Linked DNA regions of Anas platyrhynchos: region 2 is linked to region 1. Evidence: chromatin contacts called from public Hi-C data. All regions are on one chromosome and are shown on one strand. The core of a region is the stretch at or near the end of the contact, and the rest is flanking DNA. Distances in the headings are between cores, read along the strand shown.

Region 1 (4,317 bases), core at 872-3,371:
ACTGATTACCTCACATCTCCAAGAATAGTTGCTGCAAGAGACTTACATCACATCTCACACCTATTTGTCCCTGGAAAGCAATGCCAGAAGTTTTTATTACCCCTTCTACCTTACAATACGACTTTTGTGTACATGTGGTTCACAGTAAGCTTGTGGGGAACATATTTCTCTTTACCAAAGACTGGTACCTTTGCCTTGGTCCCATAGAGAATTGGTTGTGACAGCCTTCTGCAAGCTGCATGAATCCCATGATCAAATTAAATGAGTGTGTATGAAAACACTTAAAGCCTTGTGATGTTTGGACCATTTACACAATAAAACAATGACACAAAAGTTTTACTGAAATCCAGAAAGTAATTTACAGAACACTGTCCCCACTGCAGATCCAACAGAAAAGAAGTCGGACTGTTAAAGCAGATCCTCAGATCTGCTCCAGATTTAAATCCCGCCTGTATTATGGCTTTTATGGTTCTCCATAGCTGTGCTTTTGTCTACCCTACTCTCAATATACATACTTTGAACTTGATATTTTCAAGAGCTGTTCCTCTGGACAACTCCACCAATACAGTCACATTCTAGGAAAAACTGTGACTCCAGTCTCTCCCTTTCAAGCCAAGTCACTAATGATCTTCATGACAAGATCTTACCATCAGGTAGGAGAGGGCTCAGGGCAGCCTTATAATAACTCCACATAACTCACAGCTCTCTTCTGAAAAAATGCCTCAAACACTTCCTCATCAGCTGCTATGTCTCAAAAGACTGGGTAACTGATGCTTAAGGTTATGGTCATCGCATATCTCGCTGATCAGTGTTGTTTTCCCACGTCTTGGAGTGTGCTACCTGTGTCTTGGACTACCTTTGTTGTCTGTGTTTCCACCAGCAGTTCAATGCAGCTCCAGTTTTGTAGCCAAGGTTAATAGTGATTCCACCCACACCACCACAGGGTGTGATTTTTAGCTGGTAACTTGTTCCATTCCTGATTTGAGCTCCAATGACTCTCTCCAATCTTAGATTTGAAAGGACACATTGGCCAGCTTTCATACCATTAAATGCTCTCCTTATCACTTACACTCCACAGACAGAGGGGAGATCCATCCATATGAGGCAAAGACTCAACAGGTTACAGCTCCCTTGGATGTCTTATACAGGTCATGTTAGCCAAAGAAATAATGAAATGCCTTAAGAGTTATGAGTCATGATTGCAATGCCTGTTCTGCAAAAGCTGAGCGGATAAGTAAGCTCAGGTGGGCAGAAATCTCCAAAAGTAATACAGCAGACAATCTCTTCCTAATGATGTCTATGGAGGTCTGCCTGATCAGCAACAGCTGCATGAAACCAAGGCTGAGCCCTTCTGGAAAAAAAAAAATATCCCAGCTGTCAGAATTAGCTTTTATGCTTTATTTCTTCCAAGTGCTTTGCTCAGAGCAATGGACTACTGCTGTTCTATCAGTACATAGCATTCAGGACCTGGGGGTCTTGCCTTGGAGTGGGAACTGAACACTTTCCTCAAGATTCATTTTTCAAGAGTCTGTGAGATCTATGTAGCAACAAGAGAAGTAAATCAATCAGATGCTGACTGCACACCTATGTACTTGCTTAAAGGTCTCTGCAGTGCTGTGGCTATGAGCAAAACCACAGTCTGAGGCTACAGCTTGCATGCCTCTGTTCATCTGGGATACACAGCACCAAGTTACTTACACCCAAAACTTGCTTTGCTTTTATTGTATTGACATAAATTCACATGGTAAGAAGTGCTCAGATACACATCTGATGGGGTCCGGCTTAATACAACCCCATGCAGCAGCTCAAACCCAGCAGCTGTTCTTGGGCACAATCATCTCCATGAGGTGCAAGATAATACCACTTAGCCTTAAAAGCTAAAAGCTTATATGGTTACTACACTAACCACTTATATGGTTACTACAGCTCAACTAGCTTGTCAAAATCTTGATCACATGGGTGAATTCTAAGCTACAGAAGAAATAGGCATATACCAGCATAGCAGAATCCTCAGAGCTCATGCTCTGAATCAGTGAGATTAATTTAAACAAAACAAAACTTTTCTAGCAGGATCAGCTATCTGTTGGGTTCTGGCTCACCTGGCAGGAAAAGATGACAATTGAGTGGGCAGGGATGCTGCTGCTCCTTTGACGCGCAATAGCTTATAGCTCAGTACTTGAGGGCAAACTGAAACCAATGGCACTTTGGCCATCCATGCAGCAAGATAAAACAGGCAGTTCTCTGTGATTCCTAGCTCCAGAAACAGGTGATACCCATTCCTTTAATCACCTGGGTTGTGATACAATCCACCATCTACCACAGACACCTGATTTCAAGCCCACTTATTCAGCAAGCCTCAGACAACCAGGGTCCTTGAATGCATACAGATTTGTCCATACAGTTCAATGAAGAAAGATCCGCTCTCCCAAGAGTGCAAGCTGAGCCAGCAGGGTGGGTAGATCACTTAGCTCAGAAAGGCTGCCAACAGTGCCCTCTCACCAAAGGGAGACTCAGGCACAGTCTGGTTTTGGACAACACTTCTCCCTGTCTCACCCTGGTGTTTCCTTCTTGTGAGACAGTTGTGATGCCTTTCTGAGCATCCCTGAGCCACTCAGCATCTGACCACTATCACTGCTACCAGCAGTCCTCTCACAGATATAGAAAGCCATACACAGGCACCTGGTGCTCCATGGTGATGTTGCTCCCACCCTCCTTGGTGCTTCCTTCCTCGAGCTAACTAGAAGGAAGCCCAATGACCTACACTTGAACTTGCAAATGCTGTAACATCACCCTCACTACCTTCAAGACAAAGGGCTGCTGAGCACAGCTGTCCTCCCTCCCCAGCCATGCTTTGCTCCATCCTTACCCTTTCCCAGAGAGGAATGCTCCCAGCCCCAACAAAATGCTGCTTACGTAGCTTGTAAGCTCTTTTTTTTTTTTTTTTTTTGGGGGGGGGGGTTAGGGTTATAATAAACTAAAAAAAGCAAGGGCAAAAGATAACAGGGCAGAGTGCACACTTAACAGGTTTGGGAGAGCAGGGATGCTATTCAGAAGGAGCTAAATAGTCTGCACAAATAGGCTGATAGGATCCCCATGGATTTCATCAATAGTAATTCCACATCCTGCATCCGGGATAGAAGAGCCCAGTGTCACAGTACAGGCTGGGGCCAGCTGTCTGTGGAGCAGCTCTTCAGAAAAGGACCCCAGGGTACATGGTGGACAAAGAGCTGAATGTGTGTCAGCAGTATGCCCTTGCAGCAAAGAAGGTCAGTCGCATCCTGCGCTGCATTAGTAAAAGCAGAGCATGCAGATCCAGGGAAGTGATCCTTTTTTTTCTCTATTTGACACTTGTGAGACCATATCTGGCATACTGCATCTGATTTTAGCCTGTTCAGTACAAGAAAGATAGTGACATGATGCAGCAAGCCCACAAAGCTGGCCAGGACTGTGTTTTTTGTCTGGAGAACACAAGGCTCAGAGGAGACTTGATTGCTCAAAATACCTACAGGTTGCCCAGAGAAGCTATGGACTCTCCATCCTTAGAGATGGTCAGGATTTGACTAGACAAGACCTTGAGCATAGGCCTGCTTCGAGCAGAGGTTTGAATAGGATGAACTCCAGAAGTCCCTTTCAACCTCAGTTATTCTGTGATGCTAGAAAACCAGTATTTTCAGCTAAGTTTTCTAAAGGACTCTGTTCTCCTCTAAGTTCTGTTCACGTCGTTTTATAAAAGAAGCAGGTAGACCAAATCCAGAGCCTTTCAGAGATCTGGCCATAAGGTATTATGAGAATAAATACTAAAATTCCATCCTGTTTTGTTAATCCTGTTAATCCGTGAATGTAAAAATTAAATCTCACCTGATTCCCTCAAGATGTTTTCTTCCAGAAAAAACAGTTTGCTCATCCAAATGAATGAAAAATCCTTAGTTAAGTCTAAAAACAATTTAAATGGTAACTTCAATTTTAAATTTAATTAATAACATTCTGCATTGAAAGGCAAAATTTCTTCTTATTTCATTTGTGTAAAGAGCACTGGGTGTGCAGGGAGTCTGGGCTCCTCCAACATGCGCACACATTACGTCAGGCAGCTACTTTTTATGTTCCTAGGCTAATACATGTTCATTACTACTTCTAGAAAAGGCAGGGTTATTATAATTAGTTCCCAGATTCCAAACCCTCCCACTGATGCATCAGTCCCCGGTGGTCCTTCTGGGGGTCACTCCTGCTGAAGGCTCGTAGTCTTCTTCCCAGCCTTTGTCCTCATCCTTCTTTGTCCATCTTGGCCGGATATCAGAGACTTGCCTGGTGTCCCATGCA
Region 2 (4,317 bases), core at 578-3,077, 200 kb before region 1:
AGTAAGAAAGTGCTCCACCTTAGGAAGTGCTGCTCCTTTTGAAAGCTAGCAGTATTTTAGGGCGTGTATTGCATAAAGGCCCTTTTAAGGTGCCTGGGACTTCTCAGGGTGGCTCTTTCCCCAGGACAGTATAATGCAGTCACACATCAGAGCTGCCCAGAGGTAACCAGGCTGGCAGGAAGAAGCTGTTTTTTCCTCTGCCCTGGCAGAGTTATTTTGGGGGAGGACAGCAAAGAAAGGCCCAGTTTTTCAGGCCCATCAACATGTTATGCAGGACTGCAACAAAAGCTTCAAGCTAAATAAAGGCCGAGAAAAACAGCTTTAACTCCGTTACATGAATTGACTTAAACAATCCGAGAAAAGGCAATCTGCACTTGCTATAGGGAAGGTTTTAGCAAAAGGAGGAATAAAACAATCTCCTTCTCCCTAACAACCACTTCACTGCCACCTGAGGCTTGCTGGGCCTGTTTTAGGCCTGGTGAATGAATTATGAGCCCCAAAACTCTGAGAGTCCTCCCTCAACCTTCAAGCAGATGGGGTGACTGGCTCCTATCATTTTGCTTGAAAGAGTTGCTTTCTCCATCATTTGCTCCTGAAGTCTCAAACAAGAAACGACACTAAATGCGATCTCTCATGTTTTACCTGGATGATGGCAAGCGTTGGCTCAAGCCGAGGGTTTTCTCTCTTAAGAGAGGCCAAGGATTTTCTTGCATTCTCAGCAATCTTGCTGCAACAAAATAACAGCACAGGCAGATTTTTAGCAGAAAGCAAACAAACAAGAAACTGACCTCCCATGAGTCAGCTGAAACCCACGTTAGCTAGCAATAGAGAATAAACGCTTAGGCACACACATTTTTAATTACCAAAATGCCTCGTATGCTGCGAAGGGCGGCGTTTAGCAGCCAGGTAGAGAAAACCTGACCAGCTCGGGATGCCTTTGTTTTACAGCATCAGTGCTCCAACATGCCCCAACCTTTATAGCCGTGCTGTGTCACCGCTTCGTGAGGAGGCTTGCCTGGCCCCACGGCAGGGAGATGCCACCGAGCCACCACCCCGGGGCCAGGCGGGTCTGCAGCCCGAGAAGGAAGCACTGCAGCTCCCTTCCACCTCGGGCTGCTACAGCTCCCCTGGCATCCCCAGCAATAAAACTGCCGCTTTCTGGATGCCGTTCAGAGCTGCGGGCGGCAGGGAGACAGAGGAGCTCTGTTTGCCGCTCTGTTTTCTTGGAAAAAGCGGCAGAAGCAGCGGCCAGGCACCGGGCAGCCCCGCTGGAAAATGTTATGGGGGAATTCCTGGCGGCTCCGCTACCTTAGGCACGTACGGAGGGGGGATGCTGCGGCGAGCGGGAGACCCCCGCTCCCATTTATCCCCCCCCAGCAAGCAAAATACAGCCTAGAGAAGCATTTTAGGGCCGGACATCCCCTTCGCAGAACCCAGCACCGCGTCCCGGATGGGGTTTGGTGGCCACATGGCCGGGGAGGGCTCGCAAGGTCTCTCGCAAGCTCTCTCCGCGGGCCACCCCCAGCCCCCCCCGGAGCCGTACCCCCGCAGGCAGAGCCCCCCATCCCCATCCCCACCACCCCCAACCCCATCCCCGCTTTCGGCCCCCTTCTTTCCCCCCCCCCACCCCCCGGTTGCATCAGCCGGCAGCGCCGCCCCCCGCTCACCGCGCCGCCCGCGGCACGCTCAGCCCCCGCCGCGGGGCCCCGGGCAGCGCCGGCGGCAGGAGGCGGCTCCGCAGCGCCGGGAGCCGCAGCCCCAGCCTCATCCTCAGACTCCACCGGGCTGAACGGCGGCGAAGCCGGGGCGGGGAGCGGGGCAGGGGGGGAAGGCGGTGCTCATCCGAGCACCGCCTTCCCCCCCTGCCCCGCTCCCCGCCCCGGCGGAGCCCCCTTTGCTTCCGCCCCCCCCTGCCCCGGAAAGAAGAGAGCCGCGGCGTTTTGGAGTACTCGACGTTTATTAAAAATATATGAAATGGTCCCTGGGAGACACGCTACGCGCTGGTACAACTCCCTTTTCTTTAATAATTATTATTTTTTTTTTCTCCTCTCTTTTGTTCCAGCTCCACCGATGGCGTTGAGGTGCGGTTTCAACGGATCTAGAGCGCGCGGGGTGAGGGGGTGTCAAGCAGAGATTTAACTCCTGTTCGTATTTACAATACTTTACAAGCTATATTAAATAAATACGGGCTCCACTACATCTCAGCGGCGTAACTATGTACATCATTCCTCAGCCAGCAGGCCTGGCACATGTTGGTAAGCACCCCGACCAGCCAGCCCTCGCCCTAACACCTCCTAGCCGATGCAAGACACGTCTGGTAAATAATTTAAACTCCGTTCTAACAAGTTCCAGTCCTTAAATCGCAACCTGCAAGTAATTAGCTGTACGTTGATCACCTCATTTTTTCCTCGTCGTAACCAGTGGTGGAAATAGGCAGCGGTTCTGGAAGCGCAGTGCTCGGCGACTGAGGGGAGCGATGCGTGGGTAGTGAAAGTAGTACTTCCACTCCGTTATTTAATGGTATGTTTAACTCAGTACTGGCTTTATCTGCGTAATCTGGAGAACTTCAGCACCAAAAAACAACAACAGTCACTCAGATGGTCAGTGCAGACATATTTAGGCTTTCCTATCGGTACAATGTTTTCAAGTAACAGAATCCAAAGCTGTGCAACGAAGATGACAAAAGGGAGTAAACGTGCATCATACCGGAAAGTCTGTTCCTATAAATGGGAGCATTTACTCTGCACATCATTTGCGAAAGAATGGAATGTATTCTCATTTTTAAGCTACTTGTACATGAATTGAATGAGATTCAGTGCTGGCTGATTTAGAAAATGCCTCTTTCACCCCGCTCTGCCAGGAAGGATTGCTTGGATTGCTTCCTACGATGGAGATGCCTCCCCTGGGGAAGACAGCTTGTAACTCACCCAGCAGTATTGCTGAAACACCCTGTGGCTCAAACACGCCGCGTGAATGAATGGTTCACCCCAGCATCCAGCCAAGTCCCGTTCTCTCTCAGGGTTACTGATTTTGGGACCTGACCAAACAACCTGCAGGCCACTGCATGTAAATGACGCTTGGGAAATCCACACACAGCGGCTTTCAAGTGCTAGGCTCTGAGCTACAAGCTACTCGGATTTTGCCTGCATGTCACAAACACTGCAAACGCTGGACTTACAAAGCCAGGGATCTGTCTAGTCGTGTCCACAAGCAACAGAGCTTCTACTGCCCAGAACATCCTCCACACAAGGATGGTGTCATGCTGACCGATTCACATAAAAGAGCTGCCACGGCCTGTCCTCTGCCTACTGTGCAGCTATAGAAAGTAGAAAAGGCTTCAGACACAGCTATCATCTGACATTGCTCATAAGCACAGGGACTAGATTTTGTTTAAAACAAGTCTGCTCTAAAGTAACATAGCATATTTGGTGTCACATGCATTGGTCCTGTACACTTGGAATTTCTCTGTCAAAAGTAACATGAGACAAGTTTGTGCAGTTGCACGGGTGGCATGTTGGTGTCGTTACCAGAACTGTGCTCAGAAATACGCGCCCTCAGAGGAGCAGCCACTCAGCCAACTGCTACCACATGCCACCAGAGTAATCGCATGGATATTTTGGATGTAGAACCAGTCACAACTCAGAAGTCCAAATACTAAGCTTTCCACATGGTAACATGGCTTAACAATCAAATGGTATCATACCTGGATAGACAGTACGAACCAAGGGGTATCACACCTAACAAGAAACTCAGCTGAGGAGAAGGAAGGGAAGAGATGCAGAGGTTAAATATGAGATCTGAAGTCCACCTGCATTATGGAGTGAGACAGCAGACAGTGCACATGTGGCCTTTTAACTTCCAGGATTCTAAACCATTAAAAATAAAAAAAAAAAAAGATACATTTCACATCTATTTACAATATTACTGTGATACAATGCCTGACGGTGTAATATTACAGAAATACGTAATGCCAGTACTGATTGTCCTAGTATATACTCTTCATGTACAGCTAGAAATCACTGGAAGCATCAAGCAAAGCTACTTGAACTAAGACACTGAAACTTTTCCCTTAAAGACTGGACGATATTCTGCTGGTTAGGAGATGGTACTCTCCACAGGTAGTCGTTCAGTTTGTCTGAATCGCTGTATGCAGTCAGATACGGGGTAAGCGCATGCTTGCTGCTGGTGGACTTTGCAGGAGTACAAGACACAGTTTTGCTGCAGAGCGTTTCAGAAGGAGCAGTGTCCGTATTGTGCAATTTGGGATCCAGTTTCCTTGTTTGGTTCTGAGAAGTTTCCAGGTCAGATCCCTCATCT

The links. A called contact is a pair of places that touch in the nucleus more often than the background predicts.
Region 2: a contact with region 1 is called in a Hi-C map of F5 follicle, with 2.9 times the contacts expected there. The contact joins the promoter of MTHFD1L here to the promoter of PLEKHG1 in region 1. A contact is called at or near these places in 5 of 8 Hi-C or Micro-C datasets (F5 follicle, liver, skeletal muscle and 1 more).

Annotation. Positions count from the first base shown.
Region 1 is chr3:53,580,031-53,584,347 of IASCAAS_PekinDuck_T2T, reverse strand. It overlaps PLEKHG1 (pleckstrin homology and RhoGEF domain containing G1), which reads right to left and starts at 2,121. Exons shown (of 20, transcript XM_072035907.1): 1 at 2,100-2,121.
Region 2 is chr3:53,778,597-53,782,913 of IASCAAS_PekinDuck_T2T, reverse strand. MTHFD1L (methylenetetrahydrofolate dehydrogenase (NADP+ dependent) 1 like) reads right to left here and starts at 1,827. Exons shown (of 28, transcript XM_072035909.1): 1 at 1,668-1,827; 2 at 643-727. The coding sequence starts at 1,768. PLEKHG1 (pleckstrin homology and RhoGEF domain containing G1) reads right to left here. Exons shown (of 20, transcript XM_072035907.1): 20 at 1,939-4,317. The coding sequence ends at 4,029.